4 separate regions of the Sus scrofa genome follow, and all the other regions are linked to region 4. A link is a contact called in public Hi-C and HiChIP or PLAC-seq data. All regions are on one chromosome and are shown on one strand. The core of a region is the stretch at or near the end of the contact, and the rest is flanking DNA. Distances in the headings are between cores, read along the strand shown.

Region 1 (6,457 bases), core at 3,861-6,360, 740 kb before region 4:
CTAAAATTTCTGGCTGGGAAAAGTGAAGTGTTCTGCTGCACTTGAAAATCAACAGAGTTGATTAGTTGTTGGTGAGTGTTGCTTGCATACAGTTGAATAAAAACATTTTGGGGGAAGTTTCCAGCAAAATGGATTTTTTATTGAAAAAATTATGATTAAAAAAAAACCTCTTTCTAGTACGACATGTGTCCAGCAAAATAAGGTATTGCCCTGTATAGCTTTTCCCTTTCTAAAAGCTTTCCTTTCAGGGTCATCTTGATTTTTCTGGTGTCAGTCAAATTATTTTTCAGCAGAGCATGAAAAGTGGAGATGGAGACACTCCATGGCTGTGTATTAGAACCACACTGAAAGTTTTTTGTTTTATGTAAATAGAGATTGATGGAACATTTTACACAGAGTACAGGCTTTTGACAAAAAGTATTGATGGTTGCTTTCAGTAAGTGTTACTTGAGATGACAGAACATTGCATTTTAAGATGAATTACACGAGAAACTCCCTCTTTGGGAATGTCATACATTTTATTTCATCTGTTGTTTTATGAGAGAATGACTGAAGTCATGAATACCTTAGACTGAACTGTTTCCTTTGCACATTGTAAGTCCCAGTTTGGTGCACTCCTATTTTAAATGTAAAGTTATAGGGAAAATATTTATACTGGCAAATAATATTGATAAAAATGCTTAAATGTTTAGAAGCAGAACATAATTTCTCACATGGTTTCCTCTTGTGTGATGGTGGTTTGTGGGAAGCCTGGGAGCCTGGGTAGAGTTAAACGTATATTTTCCAGAAAGAGCTCAGATTTCTGGTAACTGGCTGGCTTTCTTTCTTTCTTTCTTTTTTGGTGGGGAGGATGTGTTGGTGATTTCTATCCTCTGGCTCTATTTAGGTTTTAAAAAAGCTCCATTTGCATCCATTCCTATACAGTATATAGGCAGACCTCAGAGATACTGGATATTTGCTTCCAGACCACTGAAGTATAGTGAGTCATACAAATTTTCTGCTTTCTCAATACATACAAAAGCTATGTCAACACTATACTGTAGTCTATTAAGAGTACATAGCATTATGTCTAAAAAAAATGTATATACCTTAATTAAACATACTCTAATATTGGAATACTACTCAGCCATAAAAAAGAATGAAATGATGCCGTTCACAGCAGCATGGATAGACCTAGAGATTCTCATATTAAGTGAAATAAGTCAAAGACAAATATATGACGTCACTTATATGTGGAATCTAAAATAAGACACAAGTGAAGTTATTTATGAAACGGACTCACAGACATAGCAGACCTGTGGTTGCCAAGGGGGAAAAGGGTGGGGGAGGGACAGACTGGGAGTTTGGGATTAGAGATGCAAACTATTACATATAGAATGGATAAACAACAACTTCTGTATAGTGTAGGGAACTATATTCAATATCATGCAATAAACCGTTATGGAAAAGAATATGAAAAAGAGTGCATCTATATGTATACCTCAGTACTTTGCGGTACCCCAGAAAGTAACACATTGTAAACCAACTGTACTTCAATAAAATAAAAAAATACTCCATTTTTAAAAATTGATAACTATCATTTGAGCCCTCAGTGCGTTGTAGTAACATCAAAGATCACTGCTCACAGATCACCGTAACAAGTATAATAATAATAGTAATGAAAAAGTTTGAAATACTGTGAGAATTGCCAAAATGTGACAGAGACACAAAGTGAGCAAATGTAGTTGGACAAATAGACTTGCCCAATGCAGTTGCCACAAACCTTAAGTTTATTTAAAAAAAAAAATGCAGTATCTGTGAAGTTTAAGAACATCAAATGCAATAAAATGAGGTATGCATGAACTGTTATTCCTTATGCAGAGGGCTTGAAAGTCAGGGTCTGTGATGACTTTGGTTTTTGGCTTTAATTTTCTTTACAGTATGAATTTGGGGATACTAGCTTAATGTCACCAGGGGATTAATGGGTATTAATAGATTCACTATATATTTACCGTTTATGGCAGAAATTGGGCATATAGTGCTTGTAGCCCAGTGAGGAAGAGAGAAATAAGCATAATAAAATCTGAAGTAGTGATGTATGCTGTGAAGCAGAGAAAGCAGAGGGTAAGTGGTGAGTGTGTCAGAGAAGTGGGCTAAGGAGTTATTTCAGATAGTTGTTGGGGAACGTTGCTCTGAGAAGTAATGTTCAGGCAAAGAACAGAAAGACGAGATGGTTTGAGCCGTGCAAAGTTCTGGGAATCTGGCAAAGGGAACAGAAAGTGTAAAGACCCTGGGGCCAGAACAAGTGTGGCCTCTTGGAGGAGCAGCAAGAAGGCAGTGGTGGGAGGGCTCCAGGTTTGGGGGCTGACCTGGTGGGCTTATACGGAAGCCAGGTTCAAGAGGAATGTGGTTCGGCACATCTGTCTGTGTGTAGCTATGGACTGCTGCTTATATGACCATACTGTCTCCATGTACCTAGAGATGGCCAAACGGGCTTTCCTATTTTCACCTTCCTTCCATACAAACTTCTCAGTTCGCCATTTGCACTCTTGCTCTACCATGTACCGGATGTCAATGTAGTTAAAGGCTCAGTCATCAGGGGGATTTTAAACTTTTCCTCCCCTGGAATGAATCCTTCTATTAAGTTCACTCTCACATCCTTTGACTATTACTCTCCACAGTGCTCACCCCACACTGTTATTATTAATTGTATGTGTGACAGTCATGCCAGCTCTCACTCATGTTGGGGCCCCTCGGGCTTTGCATAGTGCCAGGCACCCAGTGAAATCTCAAAATATTTGTCCGCTAAGTAGGTGAGACAGTTCCCTGCCTAGGACCTGCTTGCCCAATATGAGTTCTAGAAATGATGCCGAATGCAGTTGCTGAACTCCTTCCATATCAAAAGAACCTTAAAATTAACTTAGGGAAATGAGACTTAAAAAAAAAAAAAAAAAAAAAGAGAAGAGAAAAAACAATTTTAGAGCTGTTTTAAGGCACTTAACAAAGAAGAATTGAAACAGTTGTTAGTTTAAAAAGTTGCAGGAAGGAGAGCTGGTGGGGGGATTAAGTGGCCCAGGAGACGCCAGTGTTTAAACTCTGGTGGGACAGGAATCCCAGAGGACAGATGGGTTATTACGCGGGCTCTTTGCTGCGTTAGAGCCTTCGTCTCAGGGCCTTATGAGATACCTCGTCCTCCATAAATTTGGAGCCGATTTGGAACCAGCTAGCTATTTTTCTCCCTGCTGAATTAATGTACTGTTCAGCCGAAGCTCAAATATGAAATATATTAAAAGCAAACTAAAAACAGGTCAATGTTTTTCCTCTAATGCTATGGGAATATTTGTTTTTAAATCATCTTTTAGTACTCCACAAATCTTCCCTACAAAGTATTTTTTTTTTTTAAGGCAGAAACTATTTTTCCCAGTGTAAAAGGCCATTTCTTGAGTCCTGATTTATTCAGAAATTTACATGGAGAAAATGGCCCCAGATCCCACACAAGTGCAACTTTATTTTTTAATCTGGGGCACAGTAGGGAGTCCTGAGAAATGCATTTTCCTCCAGGATTGTAGGAGGAATACATAGTGTTTGTTTAAAGCATCAGGTATTGAGAAATGTAATGGCAGGGTGAAAAGTTTGACCTCAGCTGCCAGATCCGATCTGCTAGGGGGTAATTGAGTTGCCATGTTTTTTTCCTCTTCAGTTTAAATCAAGTTTTGCTATAGCCCATTTAAGTGTCAAATTGGTAGCAAAACTTGACAACTTCAGGGTGCAGACTTGCTTTTGATCAGAATTTACATGCAAATCATTTTTGCCTTGAACTGTCAACTCCTGTTTCTGAGACTTTCAAGGGGGACATGTCCCTTCCCACTCCCTCCCCCCACCCCCAAGCTGAAGGCGATGGTTGGCTAATGTTATTAATCAGCGTGTGGAAGAAAAATTATCTTGATAAATATGGTGGTTAAACTATATTTTCCCTTTTGTGTGTCAGCTGTTGCAGCTGGGCATTTAATCTCCTTTTACCTAGAAGGAAATCAAACAATTATCCAGCGCTTGATGTCAAAAAGAAACTAGTGAATGAGGGGTGGAGGGTCACCAGTGTATTGGGGAATGGACTTAAGCCACCAAAACCTGACAAAGGGTGCTGACAGTCTGCATTTTCTTGGGCATTAAACAAAGTCTTTGGTAACTTTAAAGAATCTTTCCTTGCATGACTAAACTCATTGAGAGGGTTAGAGAGAAAGCGGCCTCAGAAGTCTTAAGCCTGAAACTTTTTTTCCCCCCCGTTTTGCCCTAAACCCTTGGGATGCTTAAAAGCACGTGAGTGTGTATACCTCCATCATCCAGCGAGACAAAGGAGTGTTTGCACTTTCACAGAGTTAATAATGACAGTAGCGAGTCTTTCTTGTTGCCAGCCATCCTGTGTTAACATTCCCAGTCATCCACCTTCCTGAAGAATTTAATTGTGATTTACACCCCGTCTCTAAATTCTTAGAGACAGCCCCACTCAGAAGACCAAGAAAAAGCAGGAGGCCCCAGATGGGGGGTAGGGGGAAGCAAATGGAGAAAAAGAAGTTTCTAGAACTCACTGTAGATTACTAGAGCTGATGATGAATATTTATAATTATTCACTGGGGAGCCAAAAGTTTTAGTGCAATAATGTGTGAGATTGTGTTTCTAGCCAGCCTGAAATTCCTTCCCATCACTGCACCCCCAGCGGGGTGAGAACATCAAACATGTCCTCTTGCCAAGATGACAGCCAGCATCGCGTCAGATGGGAGACACATGCAAGCCTGACTCGAGAAGTCAAAGAAGTTGCAAGATGGGATTCGCTCCATCCGACGTGGCCCCGTTGCAGGCCCTTCGGAAATCTCCTCCACCCGGCCCCTTCCCGCCCCTGTCCAGTGCTGCCTGCCTGTGTGCTGTGAAATTTTAATTGAATTGTTAATGACACCGAGGAGTGACACAACACATGAGAAACTTCCAAGAATCAGTCAGGAGGAGCCCTTTTTCTTACTGTTACAAAACAGAAGACACTGGGAAATTGACAAGTCCAAGCGGCGAGGCCAGGGTAGTAATTGATAGCAGGCTGCCTAGAGCCAAGGTCCTTCCCTGGTAATTGCAAGCAGAGGCTGCCTCTGTGATCTCGCCAGTGGTGTTGGCCATGCCAGAGCGACCCGGCTTTGACGGATTGCTTTCCCGCGGTAATGACTTAGGCATGTTCCCTCTCTCGCATGAGGCCATGTGTCCCTCCCACTGGAGAAAATGAGCTGAACATTTTGCTTCTTCTTTAACAGGGCGCTGTTAAAATAACTCTATTCTATTATATAAGCCCTCTAGTGCCAGGGGCTAAATTTATATGGTTATAAACAAGAGATATTACTTTGGAATACCACAATACTGTGTTTTGCTATTTCTTTCGGATTTCAAATGGTGTTTTCAAAATAATGGATTTGACTTCAAGAAAATAAAATTGGGGAGTGGGGGGAGGAGGGAGGAAGGATCCCATTTCTGCACACAACCCTCATCCTATTTTCAAATTCCTCTGTGTACTGTCCCTAATTCACTAGCCCAGTATTTATTTGTATTTGTGTTTGTTTTGCTGGCTGGATTGGACTCTCTATGGGGGCATCAGAAATATTATTTACTCCAGGATTCTGAAATAAGATAGATATTTTATTTCATGTTTTTTAAATTCTCCAAAGGTTTCTTTTAATTTTTTTCCTTTCCCATTTCTGGACATTGATGTATTTCAGAACTTTTATGTGGCTTTTCCTCCCTCCCTATGCCTATCCTCCCTTCTTCCCTCTTCCCCTTCCTTGAATGTAATTTTTTGATAAAATATGATGGTAAGCTGAAATGTCCCAGATGATCTATGGCACTTGGGAATTTTCACTCCTGTCGGTGACAGAAACTTAGCAGTTCTGATTCAGGGGTCCCTGAATGCATTTCCCCACTAGGGCCTGTGCTTTTGGGCATTTTTCAAGTTTGGGTCCCTCACCCTACCTCTGCCCATACACAGTTTCACACCAAGAAACCACTTCAAAAGAGTGCCAAGAAAGATCTCTAAAACCTCAACCACAAATGCGCTTAAGAATAAAAGGAAGCTGTGTGTGTATATATGTATATATGTGTGTTCATACTTAGGTGTTTTGATGGAGAGTCTAAGAGGAAGGTGGGCAGGTTAGTGAGAACTTCTGGATGAAGAGAAGGTTGAGAAGAGATTTGATGGTGGTCGTTTACCTTATGTTTAGTCTCTGACCCTCCCAAATTTGTTGTTAATTGCTAGTGCATTTAGATTTTATATTCTTAAAAAGTGCAAGTTTAAATAATGATTGGTTTCCAGGCTGTCTCACAAAATTCACTTGTGCAGAAGAGCACCCTTTAGGTGAAATACCTTTGTGGGCTAGCCTGAGAACCTCACCATTAGAGCGTTGGTTTTATTGGAAAATATCTTCAAGATCTTAAAAGTGGTTATCAG
Region 2 (6,180 bases), core at 1,921-4,420, 970 kb before region 4:
CGTGGCCATGTCCAAGGTGGACCAGGGGTTAGCTGGAGCCCTGGCTTCCTGCTGGGCTGGCAGGGGGCACAGGCCAAGTGGGTTCATTGGATGCTGGGAGAACTGCCACTCACCCCCTGCCTGTCCCCTTCTTTCTTGGGGGCGGGGACAAAGCATACCATTAGGGAAGTGCCATTCCTGACAGGCTCAGAAGTGCAAGTTGCTTGAGCCTGGCCTGGGAACCAGCTGACTGCCTGGCACGAAGGCTGAGGTCACAGGGAGGACCATGGGGGAGGAAACGATCAGAAAAGGCTCAGGGCAGCCCTCCTTGTTCTGGGCCTCAGCAGATTCTTATTCATGGACGTATATGCACAAAAGGAGAAGGAGCCCATGTACTGATTTTAGGTGAATCCTCTTAATTGACATGTCCCTGAACACCAGTATGAGGACTCTCTGGGTTGCAAGTGACAAAAAACGAAGCTAAACCTAGTTTAGACAAGAAAGGAAGTAAGTTACCTCACCTGCTGCAAAGGTCAAGGGTAGAGTGGGCGTCAGGCTTGACCAGATCCAGAGACCTAAAGTGAGCAGACTTGTCATCAGTGGGCCCCACTGCTGTGGCCTCCTTTGTTCCTGCAGTCGGTTGGTTTCCTCCAGGCAGTGACAGCCCTGGTGCTGGAAGCTTCGGGGTCCTAACCTTATAATTCTCAATCCTAAAGGAATGGAGACTATCTCTCTTTCAGAATCAATATATAAAATCCCAGGAAAGGACTCTGGTGGGCCTGACAGGGGTCCCAGGCCTATCCCTGTGCCAGTCTTTCTAGGCAGAATGATGGGGTAGAATGACTGGCCAGGCCTGGGTCATCTGTCTTTCGGGCATCCAAGGGCAAGAAGTAGTACCCCTAGGCCTCAGGGGACAGGAATGGGTAGGTCAGGAATCGAAGCTATGCTATCTTCTGGGCCTACCAGCTATTTCTCATCTGCTTCTTTTTGCCCACTTCCTCCTTCTCTTCCTTCAGTTTGAAGATCAACTCCCCGCCCCAACATGAACACACCTCATAATGGCTGCCCCAGCCCCTAACACTACATGTCTCTTAGGAGCTCAGCACTGCCTATAGCTAAGGTCAAAGTTTCAAAGGAAAGAGCATCTGATTGGTTGCGGGGCTAGGCATTCACTACTGGGACAATCAGCTATGGCAAAAGATAGGGTTTCCTGGTACAAACAGGCCTGTGAGGCCTTCCCCCTGAGCAGGCCTGGTAGGAACAGTTCCTTAGAGAAGCAGGCTATGGGTGTGGGGCAGGCATTTCGGAACAAGACATTATCCTGGTTCCTGGATGGGCATAGCACCTTCCAAGCCCTCAGGTAGCTTCAAGTCTAGTTGGGCAGGAAGAGGCCCATCTGGGCCAGGGGTTCATAGGACCTTAAGAAGGGCAAGGTCATTGCAGGCCAGGTAAGCAGAACAGGTGGTGGGAAGAGAGCTGGCCTGGAAAGGTGGGCAGAAAAGAAAGGACAAGCTACCTTAGTGCATGGAGTAGACATTTCCTTAACAGATGTTCTCTTCTTCACACCTGAGCTGGCTCACCTGAACCAATATACAAATGCATTTGAAGTGCAGGGCTTCCTATGTCCACCCCCCTGGTTCCAACCAGGCTCCTCATAACAGCCTTGGTCACTGGCTGACCATGAAGTAACCCATCCCCTCTGCTACTCATCATCTCTGGACATGTGTATGGAGGTTGTACGCAGTTTTTTCATGACTTTTTTTGAAAGTCAAGGAATATCTTCTCTCCCCCCAAACCAAGAATGAAAACAAAAAACAAAACAAAACAAAAAAGCCCTCCAAAAATAAAAGGAGAAAAATAAGCCTTTGCCTCTGGAGAAGTTAAAAAGACCTGTAGGAGCCCTGATGTAGGGTCTTCTGCTCCCATGTGGTAGATGAAGAAATAGAGGTCTAAGAAAATTATGGAGTTGCCTCAGTGCTCATGGTGGGACTGGGACCCTGGCTTCTTACCAGGAGCCCAAGGCCCTTCTCAAGAGCCCCTGCTGGCCAGCGGGAAGTGGGCCTGGCAGGGGTCATTTGTCTGTGTGAGGGCGGGGGATGCCCCACCTTGGCAAGGTGGAAATAGAAGCTCAGCTCAGGAAAATAGGGCCAAACCAAGTTCTGCTGGGAGCCCTTGCAGGTCCAGAGAATGGCTAAGAGGTCCCTGGCAGCTCTTCAGGCATCAGGGTGAAGGTCCATCCAATAGGCTTTATCTGGGCAGATTTCATTTCCTGTTGGAGGAAAAGGAAGAGATCTTTGCGTTTCTTTTCTGTTTTTTTTTCCCCTTTCAGACAGATCAGAAATCAGATCCCGTCAGATAGGCCCAGCTGAAAAGAAAGAGGCAGAGGCTGGCACAAAGAGAAGCTTCCCTTGCCAAAGTCACACAGCAAGCATCCAGAAAGGGCCCCTCCCCCCCAAGGAGGGAGAACGGGGTTCATGTGGGCCTCACTTTCCTCAAGAGCCTTGCTTTAGACTTTGAACATTTCCAAGTGAAGCTTTCTATACAGTGATGGTGTTATTATTTTTTGCATCTGGTTAAAAGCCACACAGTGTTAAATAGAAACTTGAAGATTTCACACTTCTCACTCGGGTGCAGCATCTCCTGTTTCGGGCAGGGGCGACCTAACAAAATGCAAGTGGCTGAAACCTCACTTGACCTCTGAGAGGCTCAGAAGGCAGTGCAAGAGGGCAGGGGACCCGAGAGGAGGAGGCGAGGGAGGGAAAGAGGGGAAGGGGAGGGGAGAGAAGCAGGAGGGAGCAGAGCGGAAGGCTGGGGGAGGCAGGAGGGAAAGAAAGAGGAAAACTGGAGGGAGGAAGAGGAGGGAGAGCCTGCGCGAGGGCGAGGGCGAGGGCGAGGGCGAGCGGTGGAGAGGGCAAGGTGACCGCGGGTATCAGTGAGGGGCCAATTGTCAAGGTTCTATCTGCGCGATGATTGATGGGAGCCTGGGTTTTTCTGTCAGCCTGTCACGGCGCAGGAATGTTTAATGTTCTCATTATTGGTTACGCTGTTGTGTATATTTCTCTGTCAGCACCGCGGACCCAGCTGAACTGGCAGAGCACTTCAAAGGCCTGCGGGTCATTCATCATCCCCGTGACGCTCCGGCAAATGCTCAGCTTCAGCTCCGCGCCAGGGATTTGTTATGACTTGCGAGCCGGCTGACAGACAGGGCTGTGGCGGCCGCGGGAGGGGACGCGGGAGGGAGGCACGCAGCCCTTTGGGTCACTCTGGGCCTACGGCAGCGCCCAGCGCCGGCACTCGGCGGTTCCCGTGGCGGATGGTGTGGGCCAGCCCAGGGTGACCCTTGAGGGCCCGGGGGGGGGGGGGCGGCAGGGCGCACCCAAGCTGGGGACCCAGGGCGCCCCCAACTCTCTCCTCAAGCCCGGCCGGCGCCCTCTCCCTCCAGTCCCACCCTCCTCCTCTCGGCTGGCGGTGGCGTCTCCAAAAGTTGTGCAGAAAACCCAGAGGCTGGAGGGGGGGGAGCGAAACTTGCAACCGTCCGGGGCCAGGGAGGGGCGGGTGGGGTGGAGAGGGGAGAGCAGAATATCGGAGCTTTGTTTCCTTTCCCAGGCCGTGACATGATTAATCGTTTTCTTCTGATCTAATTTTGGAACATGAAAAACAGCACATTTGTCTTGAAGAAAAATGATGTGCCGAACTGCGCAGATGGAAATTTCGAGCAATGAGAAAGATTAAAGTGAAACCCCACTCCTTAGACCTAATCATGAGTTGTAGATTATTCTGTCGGCCCAGCCAGATGGTAGCTCTGATTCCACAGCCCCTTCTTATATTAATGAATACTAGACTGTTATATTTGACTTAGGTAAGTGAAATGTCTATCAGAGCTAATGGACTGCCAGCCAGCATAACACATGTTGTACCGCTAAGGGTCCTTGCTGCATTTTTCATGTTTTATACTAATGTAGAACATTTTGTTTCCTACTGTTTTTCATCATTGTCACTGTTTGCTAAATATTTTCACATGGAAGGGGGGAGAGGGAGACAAAGTCAAGAGGAAAAAGAACCCCCCCCTCCAAACTTGTGTCCAAAGCTAATTTCCTCCCGTTGGGCTGGGCTATAACTCTACGAGTAAAACAGTCACCCCGAGCCATGCGTTCAGGAACTCAATAGTAACGTGATTAAGTTCCTAGTCAACAAGACTACACTCGACTGTATGTTAACAAACCTAATTATAGCCCCGCGGTGATAAATTGGGCCAGGGCCCTTGCTGCACATCTCTGAGGTCATGTCTCCAAGAGCAGCTTGACCCCCTAGTCCCAGGGGAGAGAATTGTCCTGGAGAGGAGTCCCAGGCTCAGCTGGGGGGGAAGGGCTGTTCCTCCCTGACCCACTTGTCCAGCTCCTGGGGAGGGTGGGCAGATGCCAGGAAACATTGCAGAGCAGAAGGTCAGAGGTCTGAGCCACTGGGCAGTAGGCTTTCCTGGCTGAGGCTGGGAGGCTGCTGGGTTGGGAGCGGTTGGGCCAGCTGGGCTGTGAGCAGTATCAGGATGCCTGAGAGGAGCGTGTGGGGTTTCCCATGCTCGGAACCTGGGGCCTCACCCGCTCTTCGCTTTCTTCCAGATGCTTGTCTATTCACTGCTAAGGCCCTGAGGAGCTAGTTGGCCACGAAGCAATCCTGTTACTTGTTTGTGGAGGACCTAAGCCTGGGTGGGGATGGTGTCCCAGAGAAAATGAGTCTGGGAGATGGAATCTGAAAGTGTCTGGGGAATAAATAAGATGGCGGCAGTTGAGAGACATCCTCAAGGGGTGGTGTCTTGAGGGAAAAAAAAAATGCAAGGAAATGGAGAGAAGAGAGACCTAGACATAAACAAGCATGGAGAGAGACAGAAGGAAGAGAACAAAGAGGGAGAGACACAAACACAAGGTGTTGATACCAACATAGTAGATGGCTCATCAACACAGAGAAACTTCTTGCACCAGCCACAATGAGTTCCCTAAAAAAGCAAATTTGATCCCTGCTTAAAATTCTCTCTTGGCTATGGTTCCCACAGGAGTCACTTCAGAAGACTTGGTTGGGAATATATGACCCTTTTCCATCTGGTGCTAGCTCACCTCTCTGGCCTCTTCTTGCACTTGTCCTCAACTATGAACCCTGCACTTCTAGGTATGAACCTTCTCCAGTCCTCAAGAATTCCAGGCGCTTTCAGAACAATGTGCTTTTGTCTCTGTTTATCTCTGTCTGTCCTACTTCCTCCTTGTCTTTCTCTGGCCGACTTCTACTCATCCTTCAAGATGCAGCTCCCAGGTGTCCTCCTCTGCCATACTTTCCTGATATTCCCCAGGAGGCATTATTTCATCCTCTGCTCCCCGCCCCCAGCATTTTGTCCATATCCCTGTGAAAAGTTTGTCCAGGCTGTATTGAAAAATGTCTTTATTTGCAGATCTCTCCTTCTATACATCCCTTCCTTTACAACTATTTTTTTTTTTTGTTATTCACTTGCTGGCTTATTCAAGAAATATGTATTGAAAACCTACTTCATACCAGGTATTGTTCTAGACACTGGAGATTTAGTGATGTACAAAATTCCCTGCCCTCTTAGAGCTAACATTTTGGTAGCTATGCGTGGGTACGTTAGTGAGGTTTCTTCATAGTGAGAAACAGAAACTCACTTAGGCTAGCTCTAGTAGTGGGGGGTTATTGTAAGATGATGGCAATAAAGACACAGAAATCTTATGGAACCCCAGGAAGAGCTGTACAGGTGATCCTCTCAGCTTTTGTAACTCGTAATTGGCTCATTCATGGCCCCTATCAGCCTCTAATGCCATTTTTAAAAAACTTTTTTATTGTGGTATAATATACATACAGAAAAGTACACGTATCATACAGCTCAATGAATTTTCATAAACTGTAACCAACAGTGAAATCAAGTAATAGAATAGGTTAAGGATCCAGTGTTGTCACTGTAGTGGCTGGGGTCACTGCTGTGGTGCGGGTTCTATCCCTGTCCCAGGAATTTCTACATGCTGCAGGTGCAGCCAAAAAAAAAAAAAAAAAAAAAAGTCTGTACTCCAGTACCCCTCTGGTTCCCTTTCTTTAATTTTTAGGTGAAATTCTCACCCCAGATTTTGCCCACTCTTTACCATGAGATTTCTGTTCTCCGTGGGTTCAGGGTTTGTGTGTGTGTGTGTGTGTGTGTTTGGTTGA
Region 3 (5,927 bases), core at 696-3,195, 650 kb after region 4:
TGCCTTCGCTCCGCCAGGCTCACTCCAGCAGCTTTACACCATCCTGGTCTGATACTAATTCAAGACAAGGCCCAATCGCATCACAACAAATTAGCCACAGACACACGATAGCAATCAACTCGGGGGGCTGTCCTGAATACGGGCTGGGGGATTCCCTGTTCTCTAGGAGCTGCACGCTCCCACAGATGTTTCTAAAAGCCTCCTCCCCGAGGCCCATTTAGAGAGAAATTAAATGCAACTTTGACTTAATTAACGTTTTAAATGATAATGAATACAATGTAGATTCATAGGAGGCATTTACATTGTGTTGTAAAATTGATAAAAATTTAATAACTCTTTGTTAATAAGTGATGTCTCCCCAGACCCATAAAGCCTAAGGCGCTGCAAACTCCAGCCTGGGTCTAATCCAAGCTCCCGGTGCAGGTGGAGGAGGGAAGCAGAGGTGGACTTGACATTTGCTCCCAGCCTGCTCTAATTCAAACCTCTGCTTGTTCATCAGTACTTTATTTCATACAGTAAAGGTCAGGATTGGAGCTCAAGGCACAGCCTTGACAAGAAGGCTCAAGTGAAAGGCGGGCTGGCCCTGGCATCTGTCGCCCGAGATAGCAGAGGAGCGGGGGAGATGGAGCGCTAACTGGCCACATCTGTCCTCCACCACGGAGGTAAGAGGCAGAGTCCACTGCCCGGTGGTAGGAGCTGTCAGGGTGAGTAGGATGACAACCGGCCACTGTCCTGAAATAAAAATGCAAACATAATTTCCATGTCACCTTGCATAAGGGCTCCTGCTTAGCTTACTTGTGGCACGCCAACGTCTTTTCTGCTTTGTCCTTGAAGAGCTCAGTCACTTATTAAAGTATCAGATCCCTGGGAAGGGAGGTGTTCAAGCGATGGGGGTTTGCACAAAGCCCCCTTTCCTCTTTCTTACCTTCTACTTTTTGTTTCCCAGCTCTGTTTCAAAAGGCCTTCTTTTGAAAACTTGGCTGAGGTTTGCCTACTGGTCCCCTTCTCATTCATCTACATGTGGTACCTCTTCATAGAGCACGGATATTAAAGAATTCACAGGACTATGCTGGAGGGGGAGGGGCAGGGAGCAGAGTACCATGAGATCCCAAAAAACATTTTTTCAAAATAAAAATGTGGGTTGTTGGGAGCTCTTTAAAGAGGGGCAATTAAAAAGATGCTTTTCAAAGGGAAATCTTGCCTAAGCACGATGGCTGCCTTACAGTGTGCTGACCACCAGAGAAGCACACAGGAAGGAAAACCTGGCATCAACCCCTGCTCAGTGTGGTCCCCACAAAATCCAGGGAGGGGCACTGGCTTCTGCAGCCTTGTCTCCTACCAACCAAAGTGCCTTAACATGCCCTCCCTGGCCCATCATCCGCCTCACGGAATGATTAAATGCCTTCCTGCTTTCACATCCTGCAATGAAGGGTGAATGGCTAAGTCAGGGCACACGGGCCAAGGCTAAAGAACTCGGGCAGAATCCAAAAGCTGCTCAGTGTTGGCTATCACGGATGTTGAGAGAGAGACACCATACCAGCAAAGCACCAGAAAATGGAAGAAACTGCGGACCCAAGATGAAGGGGCTTTAAAAAAAAAAAAAAAAATATATATATATATATATATGGGAAACTATGATGAAGTTGGTTTGGGCCGAGTCTGCTCTGGCTGTCCTCTATCTTATCTATCGCTGATGGTGGTGGTAGGGAAAGAGAATCTTTGGTTTCAGGATCCTGAACAAAATCAACAAATGAGATTTCGGACTGGGGAGCCTGAGGAAGTCCCCCCAAAGTATACATACAGAAAAGGACTAAGATAATTATAGGCTGTTGCTTTTTAAAGACAGCTTATGAAATTAAATCTCCCTGCAACAGGCACTAGGGACTGTCCGCAGAGGGTGTGTCTGATTATAGACACTTTCCTAGAGCTATTTCCAGCCCCTGCCCTCATATCTGATTTTATGTACTTCAAAATGCCATTAGTTCAGTCGAGTGACTTTAGTTCTATTGACAATGTTAATTCCCTGCCTGTACAAACCAAAGGCTACCCAGGATAAGCTGATTTTTGTTTATTATCTGACAAGACTCAAGATCACACTGAACTGATTTTGGTATGGTTCCCTTCAACCTAATCATATTGGACTTCGCCCTCGCCCAAACCACTGGAGCTGAATGCCCTCTTGTATTATATCTATACCCGAAATAGAAGTCCTGCACAACTTAAAATTAGCTACAGTAGTTTGCAAAAGGGTGTATGTAATTGTGCAGGTTTAAACTATTAGTAAATTGAAAGGTTGGTGTGAGTGATCACACATGTCCTTTAGCGAAAACTATTTCCAAGTGCAAGTCTAAAGATCTGTTTCTCTTCCAGCACGTGATTAATTTGTTCATGCCAGGCTTACTGACGGTTTGTGGCCAGCATCACATCAGGCAGGTCTCAGCAGGTTCGAATCAATAGGGTCCTACGTTGTCACTGCATCATAATTTTAATTGTCCCTTTCTATTAGACTTAGCAATCAGATACCAGTCAAGACTGAAACAACCAAAGTAAATTCTGAACAGAGAAAAGGTACTCATTTACCAAATTATATGGAAGGGAAGTGGAACAGATTAGAACCTCAGTCTTTGTATATGCGTTTGCCTATGCTGCTGGACAAATTATATATATATATATATTTGATGGTCCTAGAACATAGCTGCTTGTGAAAAGTCTGGGGCCTACACCATCTCAGCATCTTTTAAAAGAGCTGGTACTTTTGCTCAGGGTCATTAGAAGTAGAAACAAAATTGGGGAGTTCCTGTTGTGACTCAGAGGAAACGAATCTGACCAGCATCCATGAGGACACAGGTTCAACCCCTGGCCTCGTTCAGTGGATTAAAAATCTGGCGTTGCCTTGAGCTGTGGTATAAGTCACAGACACAGCTCAGATGCCGAGTTTCTGTGGCTGTGGTGTAAATCAGGGGCTGCAGCTCCAGTTCGACTCCTGATCTGGGAACCTCCATGTGCCATGGGTGTGGCCCTAAAAAAAAAAAAAAAGAAAGAAAATTGGCAAGATCAGAAAAGGAGGCTATGTACACCGATTCTAGCCACTGTGCTAAGTGATTCAGTCTTGCCAAAAGCAGTCCTGTGATGAATCCTACCTACCTGGTCATTCTCTGCCTTATTTATCTGACACTGCTTTTTAAGTCTTTTGTAAAAGAGTCCCCCTTCTCTGCAAATCTTTTTGTCAACCCAGTGTTGCCTTACATCCCCATGAGTTCAACAGAAGGAGACAACTGAGAGAAACATATGTGACTTAACGTGACAAGGACGTGTAACAGGCCACACCTCCGAGGAGAGGTACACAGGGCAGGCAGGCCCTGCTACGAAAAAGGCTGATTTCTAAAACTGTGCGAACACTTTTAATATATTGCCACTCCTCTGGGAACTGGCTCCTTCTCTTCCCACTTCAGAAAACATATAATGGGACTTTGTGTTTCCATTTAACGTCCCCTGAAAACGGAAATCTTTCCCCTTATGAGAAAAAAAAAAAAAAAAAAGTAGTAAAGAGTAGACGAAAGGCAAAAAGCGAACGAGTTAGGCAGTCTCCAAAGTACACGGGCTCAACTGGGAAACTGCGACCAAAGCAAGCTCCATAATAATATAATGACCTTTAATGAGTGTCTTGGGAAACAATACAGCCCTAGCATAAAAGACAAAGGGCAAAACCCATCATGGCTCTGCTGACACTAATTCAAAATGATTTTCAGAACAACTAAAGAATGTAAGAGAAGTAATCTGATCCGCCCATCTGACCTCACTTTGATTCAAGGGCCCTTCTCCTGCCATTTCTAATTGTCAAACCCTCTACGTTTCACATCTGCTCATATTTAATGAAAAGCCCACTCTCACCACGGCTCTTTGAGGCAACCAGCTCAGCCCAACAGGCACCACCCAACCCCACCCCCAGCGAGGGAAGCCCGGGGATCGCCACTGGAGTTCTCTGAGGAATTCTGCATAGACGTAGACATTTTTTTAATTGGAGGAGAAGGGCTTGCGTGGGCCCACGAAGGGGCTCACGTTGGAATGGATTTTTCTAACTTATTACGAATGGTCAAAGGTGAGCGGACGCACACAGGGATGGATGAAATCTGCTTTTGTTTGATGGAGTGACAAAGGTGGGGAGACTGATGAAACAGAGGAGACACCCCCCCACACCGCCCCCGAGCTGTCAGTACCACTTAAGCCTTCAACATACCGCCCAAAGCTCCACATTTTCCATGGTGGGGCTGATGCCGGAGGGGTAGAAGGACACCAATCCCATGGCCAGAATGTTTCGGAGAAGATGGGATGACCTCACCCCCAGGTTTCCTTCCCCTGGCCTCCATCAACACTTGGATTAAGTTGCAGGGCTGAGAAGTACCTCCAATTATGGTTTCCCCCAGATCAAATGGCAGCTGCACACACAGGGTATCGTGGGCCTCTTGCAGGGGACACAAAATTTGCTGTGATTGGTGTGGGTGGCCAGTGCCAAGGCATGACCGCAGGCCCTAGTTTAGAGCCTGAGCGGCTCCTTCCTTTTCTCTATGGGATCTCTGGCCAAGGTTTTAGAGCCTAGTAGTGGTCTGAAAATAGGAGTTGTGCCTTAGGCAGACGGGTAACCCAGGGGGCTGGCAGTTAGAGTGAACACCATCAACCAAAGAGATGCAGACAAACTGTGCCATCAGAGCTCCCCCCTTCACCCCCTCCCCAGCTTCTGTCTTTGAACCTGATATCTTGCCAGGCATCACAGACAAACAAATTCTCTGTGTGGCTGTGACCAAGTTCACCTTGACGGTGTCATTTGAGCCAGAGAGAAATGAGATTCAAGGAGGAAGGGAACATACTATGGCATCTGTAAGAAACGCACTTTTTTTTTTTCCTGCTTTTTAGGGCCATACCTGAAGCATATCAAAGTTCCCAGGCTAGGAGTCAAATCAGAGCTGCAACTGCAGGCCTACACCACAGCCCCAGCAACACCAGATCCAAGTCACATCTGTAACCTACACCATGGCTTGAGGCAACGCAGATCCTTAACTCAGTGAGTAAGGCCTAATGGATACTAGTGGGGTTCTTAACCTATTGAGCCACAACGGGAACTCCTATAAGAAAGATTTTAAAGGAAATTTCCTCCCTAGGAGTCTAGGCCAATATGATTGGGACAAAGTCACTCTCAACACATCTATTGGGTATCACTTTTTTTTAAAAAAATTTTTTATCTTTTCTAGGGCCAAACCCATGGCACATGGAGGTTCCCAGGTTAGGGGTCAAATCAGAGCTGTAGCCACGGGCCTACACCACAGCTCACAGCAATGTCAGATCTCTAACCCACTGAGCAAGGCCAGGGATTGAACCTGTGTCCTCATGAATGCTAGTCTGATTTGTTTCCAATGAGCTATGACAGGAACATCTATTGGGTATCACTTTAAAGAGGGAAGCCTGCCCCTGGGCACTGTTCTGAAGGAGCAGCGAATCATATGTCAGACTGGATGATGATTCTATGGTCCTCAATCCAACTTTTCCAAATGTCTCTGAGACAGCTCCTCACACAAATAACCTCTCAGATCCAAACTGTGGGTCCAGATATCAGTGCCCCATATGGTACCCTACGCCACCGCATTCAGCCCTGGGAGCCCCATGGACCACCGCCCACAAGCACATCCTGCTAGGACCACATTCAACACCAGCCAATTTGTCAAGGGGATAAATTCTCAAGAGCGAAGCACTCTTCCCCCTCCTGGTTGCCAGTGGGAATTAACTGCTGCTGGTGAAAATTTAGTTCAATCAGTTCTGGGCACTTTAGAGGGAAGAGACTGGATAAGATGGTCACCCATGAATATGGGGGAGGGGGTGCTTTCAAGAGGAAGGGATGAACACAGAAGGAAGATTTTCTTCTACCCACCCCCTGC
Region 4 (6,434 bases), core at 3,382-5,881:
TTCTCCACTGCCAGTTGAGCACCTGACAAATTTAAAATATGTGATATCTCTAAGGCCTTGTGGGTCCTTGCTGAAGTGGAGGCCTTTTGTTGATGTTGGTGATGATGCAGAATTGGGCTATTGAATAGCGGGCTTAGTTTTGCACGGAGATGGTGATGAGGTGTTTTGAATGTCTCTAGTATTCAGTGAGGGGCTCCAAAAGACTTACCTAAGAAGTTGTCAGCTTCTGAAGGAGAATTTGCTCTTTTGCCTGTTTTGGTATCCACCACCCTGTATTCCAGAACAGATTTCTCTCTGGGGAGCCATCACCCACCTACCTTTAATCTGCAGTGCTCTGATGGGCCAGTTTCTGCTCCCAGCTCTACACATGGACCACAACCCAGGTTTAATTGAGCAGAGTGTTCTTTCTCTTGGCCACATAAATTCATTTAGGGATAGGCAACATAACCCAAAACAGGCCTTTGGATTCCCACATTTTGCTTGGAACTTTCAGGACACAGAGGTTCTTTCTTCTGTCTTTGAAGATGGTCAGATATAGATCTGAACCTCCTGGTGGGTCACTGCTTGGAAAAACTGAAGCTGACATGGAGGAGAACAAAGTTAAGAGTTAGGAGTTCCTAATAATAAGTTTGAGCACCTAATTCACATATGAAACTATGTACCTGTGGACTCCATAAAGTCCCTCCTTCCCATCTATTTTCCTAAAGAACTTTGGATTGGATTTTATCATTTACAGTCATAAAGGTAATCTTTTCTTTCTCAGCTGTTCAACAAGGGACATTCTATAATCTACTCTGGGAATGTGTGGTCAGTTGCCCCAACACAGTCATATCAGTTAAGAATTCTTAATTATGTATGACTTTAATCTCATTTGCTGACAGTCTCTCTGTAGTGAGAATTACACCCCCCTAAAAAATGCCAAATCCAAAGACAAAAACCTCTTTACAGTGATATTTTCATATGCTTGAATATTGATTTTCAATCATCCCTTCAACCTTGACATCAAGTATTTTCCTTATTAGGCAACTTCAAAATTTTTTACTTATAGATGTGTATGGAAAGTGTAAACCCTATTGAGCCATGATTCAATAAGAGAATTTGTTATTCCTCCCTCTCCAAAACCTTTCTGGAAGATTTTACTGTGAGTCTGTCCTGTCATCTTGTCCTAAAAGATGTTGATGGATGGTGAGGGATGTGATGGCAAGTAAGTCTCATGGAAGGTCCTGCCAGTTTCTCCTACTAAGCCCACTTTAATAGACAGGGAATGGTAACTGCAGTTACTAAGCGACTGGAGAAGATTCCAGTAGCATTGGGTAATGTAAACAGGTTTCTCTCTGCAAAGTCACTTTTGTTCGACATCAGAGACAATGGAGCTGCTGCTTTCTCACCTCCCTTTCTGGAATTTTCCCTTCTGCTCCCCGCCCAGGATAAAACAGGCTATGGCAAGCACCTACACTGCCCACACCCCCTTCTCACTGGCCCCTCTCCCCACAGGTATGTCTGAATCTGCAAATGACTTGGCTCCAATTAAGATGTAGAAAATATGTAATTTCTCAGTCACTTGGCCTGGTGATATAAATATGTTGGGAGTTGGGAAAACAAGTGTGCAGTTTTTCTGTCCATTCTGGCACTGCAGTCAAACAAATCAATTCAGCCTTTGGAGAGGCATCCATTGCCTTGTGATTATGTTTGTGTAAAGTCTTGGGGTCTTTGATCAAAGAATGGCATTTCAGGCCAGGCCCTAATCCTCACTGCCTTAAGGTGTTTAAATGAGTTAAAAAAAAAAAAAGTTGATAACAGCTGGGACTTAAATTTGCCTTTGCCCAGCTTTTGTTTTGAAAGGGCTTCTATTATCCATGGCTTCCCTTTTCGAAGCAAAGATGGATCGTTGGGTAAACCAAAAAGGGAAAGAGGATATGGGAGGAAATGGGCGGAGACCCTGAATTAATCTTCTGAGCAAGAATGTTTGATCAGCGGGGAGGAGAGGATGGAAACCTCTGATGCTGACAGCAGGCACCTTTCTGACCAGGGTGTGATTGGCACCTTTGAAGCTTCAGTCGGGAGCCAGTGTCCAGTGGGTCGGGGCTTCCTCTGTCTGTGGGTGGTGGTATTAATAATGTGGCAACTGGAAGGATTAATTGCAGACAAGCAGCAGGATTACGAGGAGGGCTCCTCAGCTCTAAAAGGAACAGTTCGAGGAAAGCCTCTGATCTGTCAGCCTTAGAGGAAATTAGTGGGAGCAGAGTGGAGCGGGCTTTAAGAAAAGGCATTTAGGATATTAAAGCAAAATGTGAAGAGGATATTGAAATAGGGCGAAAAGGGTAGGAGAGCTATCTCAAAAGGCAGTGTCCACCTCTTCCTACTAGGAATTTCCTCAATCTGTCCAGATTTTAAGCACGCCTTCTCTTTATGGTCCTGCAGAGTGGACCATTTTCCTTGGGTTGCAATAAGTTAGGGAAGCTTTGCAGTGTATTCCTGGTTGCACCCAAGTTCCAGTGCAGACCTCGTTTGCTCTCCACCACCTGGTGGCTTCAGCATCTCCTGAAATCTAGGAGCCCTGTATTATCTTAAAACAAATCAGAACATTAGTGACACCCTATCTGCATTAGCTATCTATTGTATATTTTACTTCTTACCCTTCTGGTTCAAGCCTGGATGTTGCCAATAAATCGTGTGTTACCATTAAAGAGGCTATTCATCATGCTTCCTAATGTGATTAATCAAGATACACCACAGTACCCTTAAAATGAGATCATTTTGATAAATCATGTATGGCATGAAAAGACTTTATTCCTTTTAAGTGCAATTTAGACTGCAATTTTTTCCCTCATTTATGATTCATGGGAGAAACATGGATAAAATTCCCTTGCACAGTTACACCTTATCTACAGCAATAACTCAAAACCGCTTTTAGATGAAAATTCAGGGTCTTATTCACCAAAGCTGAATGCCAGCTCATTATTTTCTGGCATTCAGTAGTCCAAAAATAATGTCTGCACATTAAACAACATTCTCAAAAAGTTGGAATTGGCCAGGTACCAGGCACATCAATTACACTCCATCATCCTTAATAAGGAAGAAATATCAGATGTCCTCTTGGAGTTTTTTGAATCAGTAATGCACAGCCTTCACCTTCTCAATTTAGAATGATTTGGAAGCAAAAATGGTAGTAACAAAAAAGTATGGGAATTTTAGCTGCTTTACATGAGTCTTTTCTCCTGCTGCGTAAGGCTCAAAGGAGGTATTTTTTTTCTCCTCCCATACGGTTCATGCTTTTTCCCCCATTCCCTTTTTCTTGTTTCACAAATGAAACTACCATTTTGTTAGGTCTGAGTTTTGTTTTAAGCTGCTCTATCTGTGATGCAGGCTTTCCCCTCACAGCTGTCACAATAATTTGGGAAGTCATATTCATAACCTCCAATAGAAAAAATAATTTGAAAATGTGCCTTCTGGTGAGATCCATCAAGTTTAAGGTCACATTTTTGGTTAAAAGTCAGACAGTGATGCTATTCATTAAACTGAAAAATGACTTGTTTTCCACTAATAGGGAAATAAACTCTGGATGAATGTTAAGTCATGCTGGCACGCACTTATATAGAAAGTAAAAGGAAACACAGATATATTTAATTTGGACATGTAAAGTCAACAGAGTTTTAGGTCTTTCTTGAGACAGGGAACCAGGAAGATTGGTTGAAACAAATGTGAATCATTAGAAGTTCATTTGCCTCCTTTAGAGGATGAGAGGATTTAAAGAAGGACTCAGTGTCGCTGTGTTTTTTCAAGCACTGTTACCTATGAATAAGAACATGTAATTTATTTCGCTGATGTTCTTAGGGATTTATTTTGGGCAGTGGATCAGAACCCTGTATTTGACTCTGTGCTCAAGTAACCCGAGAGTGCACATATCCTGTTCCTATCCACACCACACAACACATGCAAAAAAACTAAGTTTATCTGGGATCTTGTAATCATGCTAGTGTCCCTGTACGTTAATCAAATAGAAACTGACAACAAAGATTCCTTGCATATTATTCAACCATACTTTTATTTTTTCCAATATAAAGAGCGAATTAATAATATAAGAGCATTAATGCTATACTCGCCTTGTTTAGGTTTCCGTTTCCCATTTATGACTTTCTATTTTTGCTAAAAAAGATCTGTAAATTTAAAAAATATGCATGTATCTCATTAAAAAAGTTTCCCCATTCTAGCAACACTCAGCAAATCTCCAAAGAATGCAAGTGTAGAACATAAATATTTTAAGGCCTCATAAAATTGTCAGTGAATATTTTTTCCCCTTAATACCATGTTTGTTTCATTCCAGTTTACTACTGCAATTTTATTTTCCAAAGTGGCTTTTAATACAATACACAATTATTTCCAACAGGGTTGGGTAGGTCACCTCATTAAGCCTGAAAAGATCGGGCCTCTTGTGATCCTCAGGAATATCCTTGCCTTTATTCCTAATTAAAACGGCCCTCCTAAACTCTCTCAAGTTTATCAATATAAATAAGTAGCTAAGGGGGAAATAATCGCAGTTGGAAAGTTAGCGGGGCAAGGTGACCTGGTCACCAGACCCGAAGCAGCACTGTGTCTGCAGTGGTGCCCTGCCACCTGTTGGCTTTGCTGACACATAACAGGGAATTGATGTCCCTCTCAGCAGTGCCTTAACCCTCTCTGACCCCCGTCCCAGTTCATCACCCTGAGAGAAAAGAAGGGGCCGTTTGAGAATTCCAGGCCTCCTGATTTCCTCCATCATTCATGTCCTTGGCCACATGTTTCTTCTGCTAATACTCAAAATTTATGGCCGAGCACATTAAGGGCAGCACAAGTCCTTCCCTTCTTCTGGATTATTTCAGAGTTTCCTGTCAAAAGGAAATCCAAGAAGATGTGTCCTCAGCGGATTGTATGTGACAGTGCCTGCTTCTATCTCAGGAATCTGAGGCATGATGGATAAACTGTCACTTTTGAAGGATGATGTTTTCTCCATATTTCCATTATGAACCAGGCTGTCATCTCCTAATAAATTTCTTGCATTGGTATCAATTTATTTTTACAAGCAGAGGGTCTGATGTACTTGGGAAAGGCACTGACAGCAGAGCTGGCCCAGCTTGACAGAGCTGGCTCCACCTCATTTTGGAAAACTGCTTTGGTTCCAAGGACAGAACTTGACCTGCAGCCCTTGGGAATAAAAAAAAAAAAAAAAAAAAAAAAAAAAAAAAACTGTGAGAGGAAGAGAGACACATGAGGCCAAGTTCCTTCTTTTAAGCCAAAATAAATCAACCCTGTAGGACTACTATGACACAATATTATTTCTAACACAACCCTACAAACCCAGATGAGGAATGCCATATGTAGTTATTTACTAAAGATAGACCATCACAATAATGCAGGGAAACTGTGGATGGATTCAGATTATAGCTAGCCTGACAATTTCACTACTTTCACCCTCAGAAGGGATCTCAGCAGCGCTTTTCTGCATGACAAGTGAGGAGCAGAGCCCATCCGTGTAATGAATAATTTGATTACTCGTGGTGTGCAGGTCCCTGTTGTAACTACTATGAAGGGTAGGAGAAGCCATAAAACATTAGCCCTATCTCTTAAGAAACTTAAATCTAACTGAAGAGGTAAGATGCTATACAAAATTAAAGTAACTCATCATGAATATTTAATGAGCAATGCTAAGATCTTTGTCTCTTACCTCACTTAATCTTTGCCTTTAATGAGAAGGGAGGTGGTAAAGCATCATAATGGTTAAGGCAGTAGCCATTGGAGACAAACTGCCTAGATTTGTGGCTCAGCTCTGCTATGTGCTAGCAACCCAAGCACCTACCTAATTTCTCTGGGTCTTAGTTTTCCTCATCTGTAAAAGAGGAATAGAATTTAGCACTGCTTCACAGAAGTGTTGTAAAAAATTGTATAGATGAATATGTGGCCCATGTTTACAAAATAAGTACAAATACTCATTAGCAATTTTTTAAACAATATCATCATCATGACTATTATCATTACTATCTAACAGTGAAGGATGGTATGGCTTTAGGAGCTGATTACCCCAGGTCATACAGCTGGATGGAGCTTGGATCTAAGTCTCTTAAGGCATTAGGGAATAGGAAAGAGGGAAGTAGAGGGTGTCCAAGTTGTAAATAAGTTGAAGACAGAATCTTTGATGCTTAATTAGTTTTTTTTCTTACTATTCTTTTCTCCATAGCCCCAAATATACCTTAGATGTCATTTAATAAGGGTTTTATGTAGTGCTGTGCTGGAAATGTTTAACAAGCAGCTCTCTGGAAAAAAAATTTACCCATGTATGTGTATACATCAGCTTAGTGTAATTTTTATGTATATAAACTATGAGTAAACATATTGTTATCAAATAAAATTAAATGTATAATCCTTTTTGTTATAAATTCTATTCAACCAACTCATTTTCA

The links. A called contact is a pair of places that touch in the nucleus more often than the background predicts. HiChIP or PLAC-seq counts read pairs in DNA pulled down with a chosen protein or histone mark.
Region 1: a contact with region 4 is called in a Hi-C map of skeletal muscle, with 4 times the contacts expected there. The contact joins two enhancer-like sites. A contact is called at or near these places in 2 of 47 Hi-C or Micro-C datasets (skeletal muscle and subcutaneous adipose tissue).
Region 2: a contact with region 4 is called in an H3K27ac HiChIP or PLAC-seq map of skeletal muscle, with 19 times the contacts expected there. The contact joins two enhancer-like sites. A contact is called at or near these places in 2 of 47 Hi-C or Micro-C datasets (psoas muscle and skeletal muscle) and 1 of 2 datasets of contacts at active chromatin or transcription factors (skeletal muscle).
Region 3: a Hi-C map of skeletal muscle shows a contact between it and region 4, with 2.7 times the contacts expected there. The contact joins two enhancer-like sites. A contact is called at or near these places in 8 of 47 Hi-C or Micro-C datasets (alveolar macrophages, embryonic fibroblasts, epiblast stem cells and 5 more) and 1 of 2 datasets of contacts at active chromatin or transcription factors (skeletal muscle).

Annotation. Positions count from the first base shown.
Region 1 is chr14:78,067,396-78,073,852 of Sscrofa11.1, forward strand. The region is part of intron 2 of LRMDA (a long non-coding RNA gene); the gene reads left to right. Among named protein-coding and RNA genes, the nearest start is that of LRMDA, 110 kb to the left of the region's middle. Within about 2 kb of position 5,111, at least 10 of the 83 cell types and tissues checked have an H3K27ac peak or open chromatin away from gene starts, as enhancers often do. A contact at or near this core is called in skeletal muscle, where this site is marked.
Region 2 is chr14:77,836,666-77,842,845 of Sscrofa11.1, forward strand. The region is part of intron 4 of LOC106507128; the gene reads left to right. Among named protein-coding and RNA genes, the nearest start is that of COMTD1, 53 kb to the left of the region's middle. Within about 2 kb of position 3,171, at least 51 of the 83 cell types and tissues checked have an H3K27ac peak or open chromatin away from gene starts, as enhancers often do. A contact at or near this core is called in skeletal muscle, where this site is marked.
Region 3 is chr14:79,465,371-79,471,297 of Sscrofa11.1, forward strand. All of the region lies in intron 18 of KCNMA1 (potassium calcium-activated channel subfamily M alpha 1), which reads right to left. Among named protein-coding and RNA genes, the nearest start is that of KCNMA1, 640 kb to the right of the region's middle. Within about 2 kb of position 1,946, at least 3 of the 83 cell types and tissues checked have an H3K27ac peak or open chromatin away from gene starts, as enhancers often do. A contact at or near this core is called in fetal skeletal muscle and skeletal muscle, where this site is marked.
Region 4 is chr14:78,809,355-78,815,788 of Sscrofa11.1, forward strand. All of the region lies in intron 5 of LRMDA (a long non-coding RNA gene), which reads left to right. Among named protein-coding and RNA genes, the nearest start is that of LRMDA, 850 kb to the left of the region's middle. Within about 2 kb of position 4,632, at least 14 of the 83 cell types and tissues checked have an H3K27ac peak or open chromatin away from gene starts, as enhancers often do. A contact at or near this core is called in fetal skeletal muscle and skeletal muscle, where this site is marked.